Regions from separate parts of the Zea mays genome. Here regions 1 and 2 are each linked to region 3. The links are chromatin contacts, called in public Hi-C maps. All regions are on one chromosome and are shown on one strand. The core of a region is the stretch at or near the end of the contact, and the rest is flanking DNA. Distances in the headings are between cores, read along the strand shown.

Evidence for each region. Hi-C and Micro-C count contacts between places; a contact is called where the count stands out from the background.
Region 1: a contact with region 3 is called in a Hi-C map of leaf, with 3 times the contacts expected there. The contact joins the promoter of LOC100272333 here to the promoter of LOC103650588 in region 3. A contact is called at or near these places in 3 of 25 Hi-C or Micro-C datasets (ear, leaf and tassel).
Region 2: a contact with region 3 is called in a Hi-C map of tassel, with 3 times the contacts expected there. The contact joins the promoter of LOC100284822 here to the promoter of LOC103650588 in region 3. A contact is called at or near these places in 3 of 25 Hi-C or Micro-C datasets (ear, leaf and tassel).

The regions. Positions count from the first base shown.
Region 1 is chr3:134,805,777-134,809,309 of Zm-B73-REFERENCE-NAM-5.0, reverse strand. It overlaps LOC100272333 (Bifunctional 3-dehydroquinate dehydratase/shikimate dehydrogenase chloroplastic), which reads left to right and starts at 2,012. Exons shown (of 10, transcript NM_001146817.1): 1 at 2,012-2,385; 2 at 2,594-2,699; 3 at 2,980-3,198. The coding sequence starts at 2,141.
Region 2 is chr3:135,618,948-135,622,540 of Zm-B73-REFERENCE-NAM-5.0, reverse strand. LOC100284822 reads right to left here and starts at 2,258. Exons shown (of 5, transcript NM_001157717.1): 1 at 1,639-2,258; 2 at 1,014-1,134; 3 at 788-907; 4 at 412-642; 5 at 1-272. The coding sequence starts at 1,994.
Region 3 is chr3:135,311,019-135,314,979 of Zm-B73-REFERENCE-NAM-5.0, reverse strand. It overlaps LOC103650588, which reads right to left and starts at 1,385. Exons shown (of 12, transcript XM_008676156.4): 1 at 1,138-1,385; 2 at 711-1,020. The coding sequence starts at 1,298.

The DNA.
Region 1 (3,533 bases), core at 763-3,262, 510 kb after region 3:
GTGATCATATGGGTGAGAAGTTGGACATGGTTCTAGTTGTCGCCTGCAGGGGCAGGGCACGCAGGTTCACTGGTTCAGTACCAATTTGGTCTTTTCTTTGGCGTTCTCCATCCGACCTTATTCTTTCAGCTTTTGACTGTTGGAATCAGTTTCTGGCTACCAAACGTTTTGCTTCTCGATACGCTTCTGTGAAAATCGTTCAAATTAATATGAATGCAGAATTCGTCGAATCATTGCAATAGGAGAAATCCACTGTTTCTTAAACCCTGAACCATGAAGTCCTCATTATCTTCCTCCACACACAAGCCCCACGATATGACAGCTCAATTATTTAGGAATCCAGATTCTCAGAGGGACAATTTAGAAAATAAAACTATCCCAAAAAGGCCCATTGTCACGGCCTCATGATGGTTGCTATAACTCAACCTCCATTTCCATCCCTTATTTAAAACATCACTCTATAAACATCTACAATGTAAAATGGTGTTTTGTACTACCATATGGACGATATGTTATAGCCTTTAGTGGGGTTGAACAACGTAAGATCAAAGGTGAGGTTGATGCTTCTAACTTGAAACGAAATTCGCAGGGGCCATGCTGCGGAATGGTAGTGAAGTGTCATATCAAACCATTACTAGTACAATGATCGAGCATTGCGACGTCACACAAATTCTTCGAAAAAATGTTAGTGCATAATGATTCCATAAACACCTTAATATCTTACAAAGAAACGTGGAAAAAAGAAAATATATGTCTACACACGGCTAGGCCTCAACAGACTCCGTCCATCCTTCGACAAGAGGATCTTCTTCCTGTTCACCTCCGCCTTCCCCCTTCACCAGTTCTGCGGCCTCGTCTTACCTCCCTGTCATTGTTGTTGGCAACTTCTTATTAGCATAGGTCGGCATCAACGACTAGGAGAAGGCGGCGACCCGATGACGATGTTGGCAATGCTGATGTCCACGACGCGATGGGGCAGTGATGATGAGCGACTAGAGGAGTGTCGCCGAGGAGGACTGAGCCGCCCATCGGCCCGTTAGCGAGACGAGTCACGACAGGAACGCGAATGATTTATAGCGGGCCATTAGTTTTGCATCATGGGCGAGATGAGCCTTATCCATAGGAAATGGAGAATAACCATGTGTTTCGTGCGTGACACACAATATGCTTTATAGTAGAGATGTTGTGCAAACATCAAACCATTATGTTGTGTACAACTCTCAGTTCATGTTGTTCATGTGTCCATACTTCAGAGTTCAGATACTTGTGCAAGTCTTGTGTTTTTGGCTGGTCACAGTTGCAACCCCTTTTCTGATCATGTCAATGCATTTATGTGTCACTAGGGATATCTGATATCACGGTTTGGATGGGGAGAGTCTTGTTGTGGAGAGGTGATTAACTGTTTACGCAGCAAAAACTTGTTTAGATTATTGGATAAATCTCTTACTCATTCAATCTACAATATTATTTAAATCATCTTTTATCTTTTTCCTTATCCCTCCCCTGCCGCCCCCAACATCTCTCTCCCCTTATCCTCGCCGCCCCTTTCCCCTCACTCGCGCCGCCATCAATCTCTCCCCTCGCGCCATTGCCACCACCGTTGACCCCTTTCTTCCTCTCTCTCGGATTGTAGCATTAGCATGACCTATATGCTAATAACAATAGGAATAAAAAAATGTAGGACTAGATTTGCACAAAAATAGACTGATTTTTTCATGGGAAAATAAAAATCTCGAAAAATAGGTTTGCCGAACTAGCCCTATGATTAAAATCCTCTAAAACTTCTAATTGTTTTCTTTGTTACAGAGATGAGCGAAGTTTTTGCAAAAAAAACCACAAGCCCCGTACTATTAGAAAAAACTATAAAATTCATGTAAAAATAAGTTATTGAGTCCATCTAGGCTTCTGGCCGTGACACGCCCGACGTCAGGTCGATTTTTAGTTAGTTTTGAAAAGTTACGCATCTTATTTCACTGCCAGCCCTCTGAAAAAAAATTAAAAAATGAGGTCCCAGTTCCACACTTCCACCCACCTCCAGAGCCAAAAGAGCCGGCGGTGGCCGGCAGCCAAAACCCACGTCGGATTTCGCCGCCGCCGCCAGGAGCTAGGGGACAAGGCAACGCCGGCAGGTGCAACATTTATGCGTGTACCGCCCGGCAGCCACGCGTACACTTCTGCCGCAGAGCTAAACGCGCCACTCCGCGGCAAGCTGATCTGCTGCTCCCAAGTCCCACCAGCCACCGCACCGAGTGCCAATGGCGACTGCAGCGACTTCTACGCCGGCGGCGTGGCAGTCTACTCTGGTCTACTCTGGTCTACGCCATGCAGGGACCTGCCCGTGCTTCTCGCCCAGCCCCGCTCGCTCCCCGTCATCGTCACCTACAGGTTTGCATCTTCTTCTCGGGGACACCTTCTTGGCGCATTCTGTGAGCACTTGGTTCTGGCTGGTTTCAGTACAATTGAAAGGGGAATTTGTTTTTTTTTCTTTGTAGTTTTCAGACTGTGTTTCTATTGTACCATCAGTGGAACAATATGTATTTGCTCAGTTAATCTCGTATGAAAAGAAATGTATTTCTTGGTTTTGATTGTGCAGGCCGAATTGGGAGGGAGGCCAGTACGCAGGCGAAGATGAGCCACGGTTTGAGGCGCTTCTACTGGCAATGGAGCTGGGAGCTGAATATGTCGATGTCGAGTTCAAGGTTGGCTCCGTCCTCACTCCTTTTAATTTAATTTCAGACTGTCACAATTCAAAAGGCTAGTTTGCAGGGCAAAGAATTTGTCCTTATTCATTTGATTTTAGGACCATTTCGTGAGGCTTGGCGAATTCATAGCTTTATGTGTGCAGTACTACTGAATTGGATATCTGAGAGTTCAGAGTTGGAGTACATTTCGATGCAGTTTCCTTCTTGTGCTTAATTACATGTTTTTGGGACAAGTGAATCACTTTTCAATTGTCACTATTACCATGCTGCTCTGCAGGTCGCCGACAAATTTATGAAGTATTTGTCTGGGAAGAAACCTCAAAACTGTAAGCTCATCATTTCAGCATACGACTACAAGACCACTCCATCGGTACATGAACTTCTGAATTTAGTAGCTCAGATACGAGCAACGGGGGCTGACATTGTGAAAATTGAAACCACTGCTGCTGACATTGTAGACACATCAAGAATGTTTCAAGTACTTGCACATTGCCATGTGAGTTTTACTATATCCAAGTTTGTGATATTCTTGACTGAGATATGAACTTTTGCCAAATTATCCATAGCACTCACGGCTCTCTGCTAATTCTAAAACAAACTAGTGCACTTCCAATCTCCAGCAAGTCGTTGTATGAGGATAGCAGTATAACTGGTTTATTGGTGACTAAACGCGGATTATCATTGGAGAGCTAGGGGCTAGGCTGCTACACCTACGGATTTCCTCATATCAAATGCTCACATTTCAAGACTGTAGTAATGAAATCTCTGACCTGTTATCACTAAGACCGAAAAGGATCATATTAGGGGAAAACAGTCAGGGAGGCCCCTAGT
Region 2 (3,593 bases), core at 1,009-3,508, 310 kb before region 3:
GTATTGTAGCGTACGAGATAGTCTGCATGTCGCCCAGACTTGCTGATCTGGCTATGCATGTCACTCATCTCACAGCTCCTGTCCATGTCCTGCTCACTGCCATAGCAGCATTCGGCGTCATCATGCTTACTGGATGATGCTGGAGATGAGTATGGTGTGTACTCTCCGGTGGTGGCTGCATCATCGCGCTCCCGAAGCGTCCTCAAGATCAGTGTCTTGAGAAAGTTCATGACTTGGACGGCATGCATGAGTGCTGTCAGTGGATCTGACATCTAACATAGAACAAAAAAAAGTAAATTTAGCTGTTGAAGCAGGGTGATCTACAGATTTCTCGCAATTTTGTTGTATGAGAAGTACATGTGCATATGGAACACCTCCTATAGTCCTATGCCTGCAATAATAGTAAACTACCTGTGTCATGTTGGGGGCAAACACCATGGCTACGTTCCTAGCATTCATCTTGTTGAGCTCCTCCTCTTCGACAACATCAGACATCAGCTCGACAGCCCAATTGAGGAGTGCCGCCTGAGTGGGGCGCAACAGTGTCACAAGCTCAAGGAACTCCCCTTCAGAATTGCATTGAAGCACTTGCTGAGGGGACAGGCCATCCAGGACACCTTCTGGAAGTTCCCTGAACCATGCCTGTCCAATTTAAATGTGCAGAAGTTTCAGTTCCCTTATTTCATGGAACTGGTGTTGATGTATGTTCAAAATCAGTTAAAAATAGTGAGTCACAATGTAGATGGAACATAGTTTCATGGTTGCTTCAAGCTAATGGATGTCCTACCTTAATCAGGCTAGCCAAGCAGTGAACATCAATGTCATCAGGTACAATTCCTTTGTTCAGCTGGTCCCTCACGTGCTCCTCTTGGTCATTCTCTGGATTAATGCGAAAGATCCCCTCAGACTGAAAATGGAATTTTAGTAATTCCATAGGAGCAAATCAGTTTCATGTCACATGACAAACACTCAAAAGTCTTAGTTTTATAATAGATTCATGCCACATGACTAACCTTCAGCCCCCCGTGGGCATACAGCCTCTCCTGCAAGAGCAGCAATATCGTGGGGACTGAATTTCCCTTGCCATCGTATGTGCATTGCATCAATTCAGCCGAGACACCAAAAACGCTGGCGCTAGAGAAAATAAAAGAGAATGAGCTTGATGAATTCACAAGTCATGGATTGATGAGTTCAACTGGCAAAGCTTGGGGGACAATTCATACGGTCCAACACAAATTCAGACTTGTTACAATGTGTGACTCAGGAATAAGAGTTCCACCGGATTAGTGCCAATGTTGCTGTAATTGCACAAAAGATCTGCTTAATACAGTGCATAAGGAATAGGAATTAAATGCATCAGTTGAACTCATGTTTGCACTTTGAAAATCCAGGCATACATCTGCAGGAACTGAAGTTTTGCTCTAGTTATCAGAACTCTGGCGGAACAGCATCCTCAGATAAGAACATGCTCCAAAGTCCAAACTGGGAGCACTCAAAATCATAAACTCATCCTTCAGAAAATCAATTTTTTTCAGTATGACTCTTGCCCCGTAAGCGAAATTTTCTACGGAAGCTTCGATTTTGAATCTTACGGTGACGCGGGAGGGAGACAAGGAGGTGGTGGGGACGGTTGCTCACCTGGCGCTGGGCACGCGGCAGGGCATCTCATCCTCGAACTCGACGGGGAGGCCGAGGAAGCCGTGGAAGCGGTCGAAGGTGACGTGGGCGACGTGGCGGACGTCGGTGGGCCAACCGATCTCCATCTCCTCGAGCGCCACCGCCGCGTCCTCCTCTCTCGCCGGCCACCCGGCTCCGGCGGCCCCGCGCTCCACCCGGCACGCCACCACGGAGCGCCGCACGGCCGCGAGCAGCAGCTCCAGAACCGCCGCCCGCCGCCGCCGCTCCTCCTCCCCGCCACCTCTGCCGCCGGCGGCCCTCTTCGCCCCGCCGCCACCCTTGCACCCCGCGCTGGAAACCACCACCACCCCCGTCATTCCCGGTTCACGACTCCTCCGGCCGCCTCACGCAGCAACCGAGGAACCAAACGGGCATGAACCTCGACCCCTTTTTTCTCTGTAAGCTCCGTGAGTGCCCTTCCCAGCTGCTTCTCTCTCCTCGTCGGAAACTCTCTGCCGTCACACGGACCCGAGTTTACTCCCCCCTCGGCCCCTCTCCTTGTGGAGTCCTTCCCCTCTCTCGGTGGAGTTCTGGGAGAAAACCGAAGCGAAAGCAACGGGCTTTCCCTCACTCCTATTCTGCTTCTTGAAGACAGCAGCAGAGCTCCGTCAGCGAGGTGGAGCAATTAATGAAGAGGCGGACAGAACAAGTGGACTGAAACGCGAATAGTTTTGAACGGAGAGGGGGCGCGACGCAAAACTGGCCAGACCGGATTCAAACTCTGACGACCCGACCGTGGCCTTTCCGCTGCAGAAAAGTGACGACAGCGACCGACTGGCTCTTTTTTCAGAGGCTCACTCAGAACACTGTACCTCTCGTCCATATACAGTCCAGTAAAATTACCGACGGGTCACTACAAAATCAAAAATTCTATATCTGTAGCTAAAATTATTTTAGAGCATACGCCATTGGCAGATTTTTTTTACCTCGTCACTGCTCTATTCCAATAAGGCTGGTGCCAATGCAGCACATAGCCCGGACGGTATCGACCGACATAATTAGCGGGAGCGGTAGGGGCGGGCCCAAGATTAAATTTATGGTATGAGTATTCGAAATTTTAGTAGACATAATTTTTTTATAGCCTAAATTTGTTATCCATGAGAAACGGATAATTATCCATCGGACACAGATATATTATAATTTGTTATCCACGGGTATGAGTATAAATATAATAAGGTATGAGATGATAATTTTTTGTGGGTATGAATATATAGTATCCATACCCGTTACCCGATGTGTATTTAACATTAGTATAGATCTATACCTATGAACGTATATGGGTACGAGTATGGATTTAATTTTGTCTCGTAGTTATGGATTTGTAAACCATATACTCGTGTTTCTAACCACGCGATTGTTATCCATAGTCACATGACAGGGAAATGAAAAAGGCCAGCAAAAAACGAAGTTTGGGGACAAATAGCTGTAAGCCTATACAACAAAGTTATTTTATATTTTTACAATATTTTAGTGTATAAACATAATATGTATACATATACATAAATTTTGTTGCCAGAAAAAATGGGTATTCAATTGAATACCCTTGTTTCTACATGGGCACGCCCCTGGGGAGCGGGGCAATAGGTGGACGGGTGCAGCTCGGCAGACGATGCTGCCACTGCCTCGCTCTTGCCCGTGCTGGAGCGCGCTCCCTAGCGAGAGGGAGGCGAGCGGCGTGTTGGCGGTGGCGTCTCGCGGGCGAGAGCGAAGGGGCGATAATAAGGTGACAACTTCGGATGCTATCCGTTACCACTAGCCGTTTTTAATCGTTTGAAGTCTAAATAAATAGAAGAAATGCAAAAAAACTTAAATTTCATCCCCACTCCATCCATAAATATCTCTACCTGGGTGGAGCTCATTACACACCATTTTATCTCGTTTCTATCCTCCAAACTCGCCTTTTATACCCATCTTCA
Region 3 (3,961 bases), core at 136-2,635:
AGAATATCATCATACAGCTATACCTCACTAAACATGAATACGTTACCGATCTGAACACTAAACGAAAAACCTAAAATACTACTCCATCTGCTCTAAATTATATAGCTCGCTTTGGCTGTTCTAGATATACAGACTATACAGTTAGAGATATATAGGTGGATAGCAAAAGCTATGTACCTAGAAAAGCCAAAATGACCTACAATTTTGGATATGAGTCCGTACTTATTACAGTTGCAGCACCTCATGAGCAACCCACGGGAAAAAAACATCACTGGTGGAAAAGCCAGCGCCAATACTGCCACCCGCAAAACATTAGCAATGTCATGGCTGCGTGTGCCCACTGATGCTCAGTGACTAGGTTGTGCGTGCCAGTACCGAATGATGGTGCTAATTAACCACAGTAATACAATCCCAGCACTAGGCTGCCCCACAATTCCCAAGAGGAACAGTCTTTCGTCGACTGCAATCCTATAAACCTCAACACAAAAGAATGCAAACTTCTACAACATGCATAAATCAGATTCCTTTGTCCCAGCCAAGAATTCCATGCAACTCATAGCAAAAGACCACAAGCATCCCACAATCCAGCACGAAGATAAGCCACGCTAGGCACAGAACCCACTTGAAATTTTCCCACGAACACAAGGCAGCAAGCACACTAGCCAGGACACACGGCAAAACAGCGACGGAAGGGAGAGAGATCCGCTGACCGGCGATCCGTAGGCACCGCTCTCGAAGCGCCTGGCGAGGTCCTCTGCCGCGGCGGCGCCGCGCTGCGCTGCCGCCCGGCGCGCCTCGTCCTCCCCATCCTCAGGGTCCGGCTCCAGGGGCGGCACTTCCACCTGCACCGTCGCCGCATCCTCGTCCACGGCCCCAGCCGGCCGCAGCAGCCACGGATCCACGAGGAACCCCTCGAGCACCGCCGCCGTGCCCGCCCATACCGCCGCCGCAGCACCACCCCCTCCTCCCTTCCTCGCCGCTGCGGCGCCGAACCCTAGCTCGCAGTCGCACACCCTCCTGCTGCAGAGGAACAGAGGGAGAGATGGAGGTGGCGCCACCCGCCCGTCAGAGCGCGCGAGCGTTATAGAGAAGGATGAGGGGGTGACGAGACAGAGAGGTCAGAGGGAGGGAGATTACCAAGTGATGGGGCACGCGACGTGAAACGCCATGGAAGGGAGCGACGGGGGGCGAGGCGGCCAGAGCCCAGATGGGTGGTCGCGTCGGTAATCTGATTCGAAACGAATTTGGGGGAGGGTGGTCGGGTGGGGTTTGGACGCGTATTGGGGAAATTTTGACATGATTCGGGGATGGTTTGGTGTAATTTGCGTTTGGAATTGGGTTCGGACTTCGGAGGCGCGAGCGGCGGGGAGGGGAGAGGTGAAGGAGCACCAAGACGAGGAGGGTAAGCGGTGTGGTTTTGAGGATAGGTCCCTGCACGAGTAGGGTTTTCTGAACAAGGTCTCTGGATGGGTAAGGGTGGCAAAAAAAAAATTGGTGGGGCAGGCCCGCGGGGATCCGACCCGACCCACTAGGAGTGGGGAACCATAAAGATATAATCAGATCGGATACGGTTGGATATCACTAAAATCATATTTTTTCGGATTCGAATACAAATATTTTTGGATGCAAATACGGATAGTCGTGTATTGAATACGAAACTAGCTGGTCATGGATAGCGTCAGTAACGATTTTTTTTGTCGGATACCGTGTAAGACACCCATTTCACATATACCATGGTTCTTGTAATTATTTAGCTACTCCTTTGAGTCCAAAATTTTTAAGAAATATATGTGAACATATGTTGTGATTTTATAAAATTTCATAAATTTCTGAGGCTATTTGTGTACTATTAATTTCTTTCTGCAGAAGATCATCAAAATACAATTAAATTCATAAAATATTCTAGTGTCGACCAAAAATTACAAATGAGTTAGCAAGGCTAATAAACATTCTATAAGAAGATAACCACAAGTCCCCACATAAAAATGATAAAATGAAGTATTGGTTATATTAAACTTGATACTTATAGTGATTTCACGTGTAACTTATGCAACAAGTGAAAGAGAAATGGAAGAACTGCTGGCATCTTGTGAATTTTATGGTCCAATATTTTTAGGATTATATTTGGACACATATTGTGCCTCCTATAAAACTTCATGAATTTATAAGGCTATTTGTGTGTTATTAATTTTCTTTCTTTAAAAAATCATCAAAATGCAATTAAATTCATAAAATTATTCTAATGTCGACTGAAAATTACAAATAAGATATCAAAACTAATAAATATTCTATAAGACGATAACCTCAATACACCACATGAAAATGATAAAATGAAGTATTGTTTATGTTGAAACTTGGATACATAAAGTGATTTCATGTGTAACTCACATAACAAGTGGAAGTGAAATAGAAGAAACGTTGGCGTCTTATAGATTTTGTGGTCTAAACATTTTTTAGGATTATATATGGACATATGTTGTGCCTCTGTAAAATTTCATGAATTTCTGAGGCTATTTGTGTATTATCAATTTAATTTTGCAAAAAATCATTAAAATACAATTAAATTCATAAAATATTCTAGATTAGACAAAAAATGCAAATAAGTTACCAAGTGTAATAAACTTTCTATAACAAGATGACCTCAAGTCCCCATATGAAAATGATAAAGTCAAGTATTGATTATGTTAAAACTTGGATACTTAGTGATTTCATATGTAACTTATGCAACAAGTGAAAGTGAAATAGAAGAAATGATGGCATATTGTGGATTTTATGGTCCAAACATTTTTTAGGATTACATGTGGACATATGTTACGTCTCTGTAAATTTTCATGAATTTATAAGGCTATTTGTGTATTGTTAATTTATTCCTGCAGAAAAGCATCAAAAACAATTAAATTCAGTAAGTATTTTAGTGTCAGCCAAAAAATGCAAACAAATTACTAAGAGTAATAAACATTCTATAATAAGATAACCTCAAGTCCCTACATGAAAATGATAAAGTGGAGTATTGATTACGTTGAAACTTGGACACTTGGAGTGATTTTATGTGTAACTTACACAATAAGTTGAAATGAAATAGAAAAAATGATGGCATCTTGTAGATTTTATGATCCAAACATTTTTTAGAATTATATATGGACATATGTTAAGCCTACATAAAATTTTATGATTTTTTAGTCTATTTGCGTATTATTAATTTTTTCTTCTGAAAATCATCAAAATGCACACAGCTATCCGGATATCCGAAAAGATATCAGGATATCCGGGAAGATATATCGGAAAAGAAATCTAGATATCCGAAATCCGACGGATATCAACCATCTCAAATTTGTATCCGATATCTGAACTATACTATCCGGATCCTGAAAGAGAAATGTGCCCTTGGGCCATTTCTATAATGTTTTGGTGATTAAATGTCCAACATGTTTGATTAAGTTCTTTTGTGCCAAATAAAGAGAGAAGTACAAATCAAGGCACAAGGTATGTTTCTAGACTTAGTACATTGTTTTTTGAACGATAATGTGTTTGTCTAAGTGCTAGAAACAGTGAGAAAAGAAGAAGAAAAGAAACCGAAAAGACTTGGCTCTGTGCAGCCAAACTTTAGCTCAGTCTCGCACACCGGACTGTCCGGTGATGCACCGGACAGTGTCCGGTGCGCCAGGCTGGTCTCCAGTGAAAGTGCTACTCTCGAGAAACGACGGCGGCGTACGACTAAAAATCACTAGACTATCAGGTGGTGCACCGGACTGTCCGGTGAGCCAACGGTCGCCAAAGCCAACGGTCGGTCGCGCAATCTTCGCGCGACACGTGGACTGCTCCAACGGTCAGCTGGTGCACTGGACTGTCCGGTGTGCACCGGACAGTGTCTGGTGCGCCAATCAGCCCAGATGAGCAACGGTCGGATATGCCAAATTTGGAAGGAGATCGCGCACCGGACAGTCTACAGGACCTGTCTGGT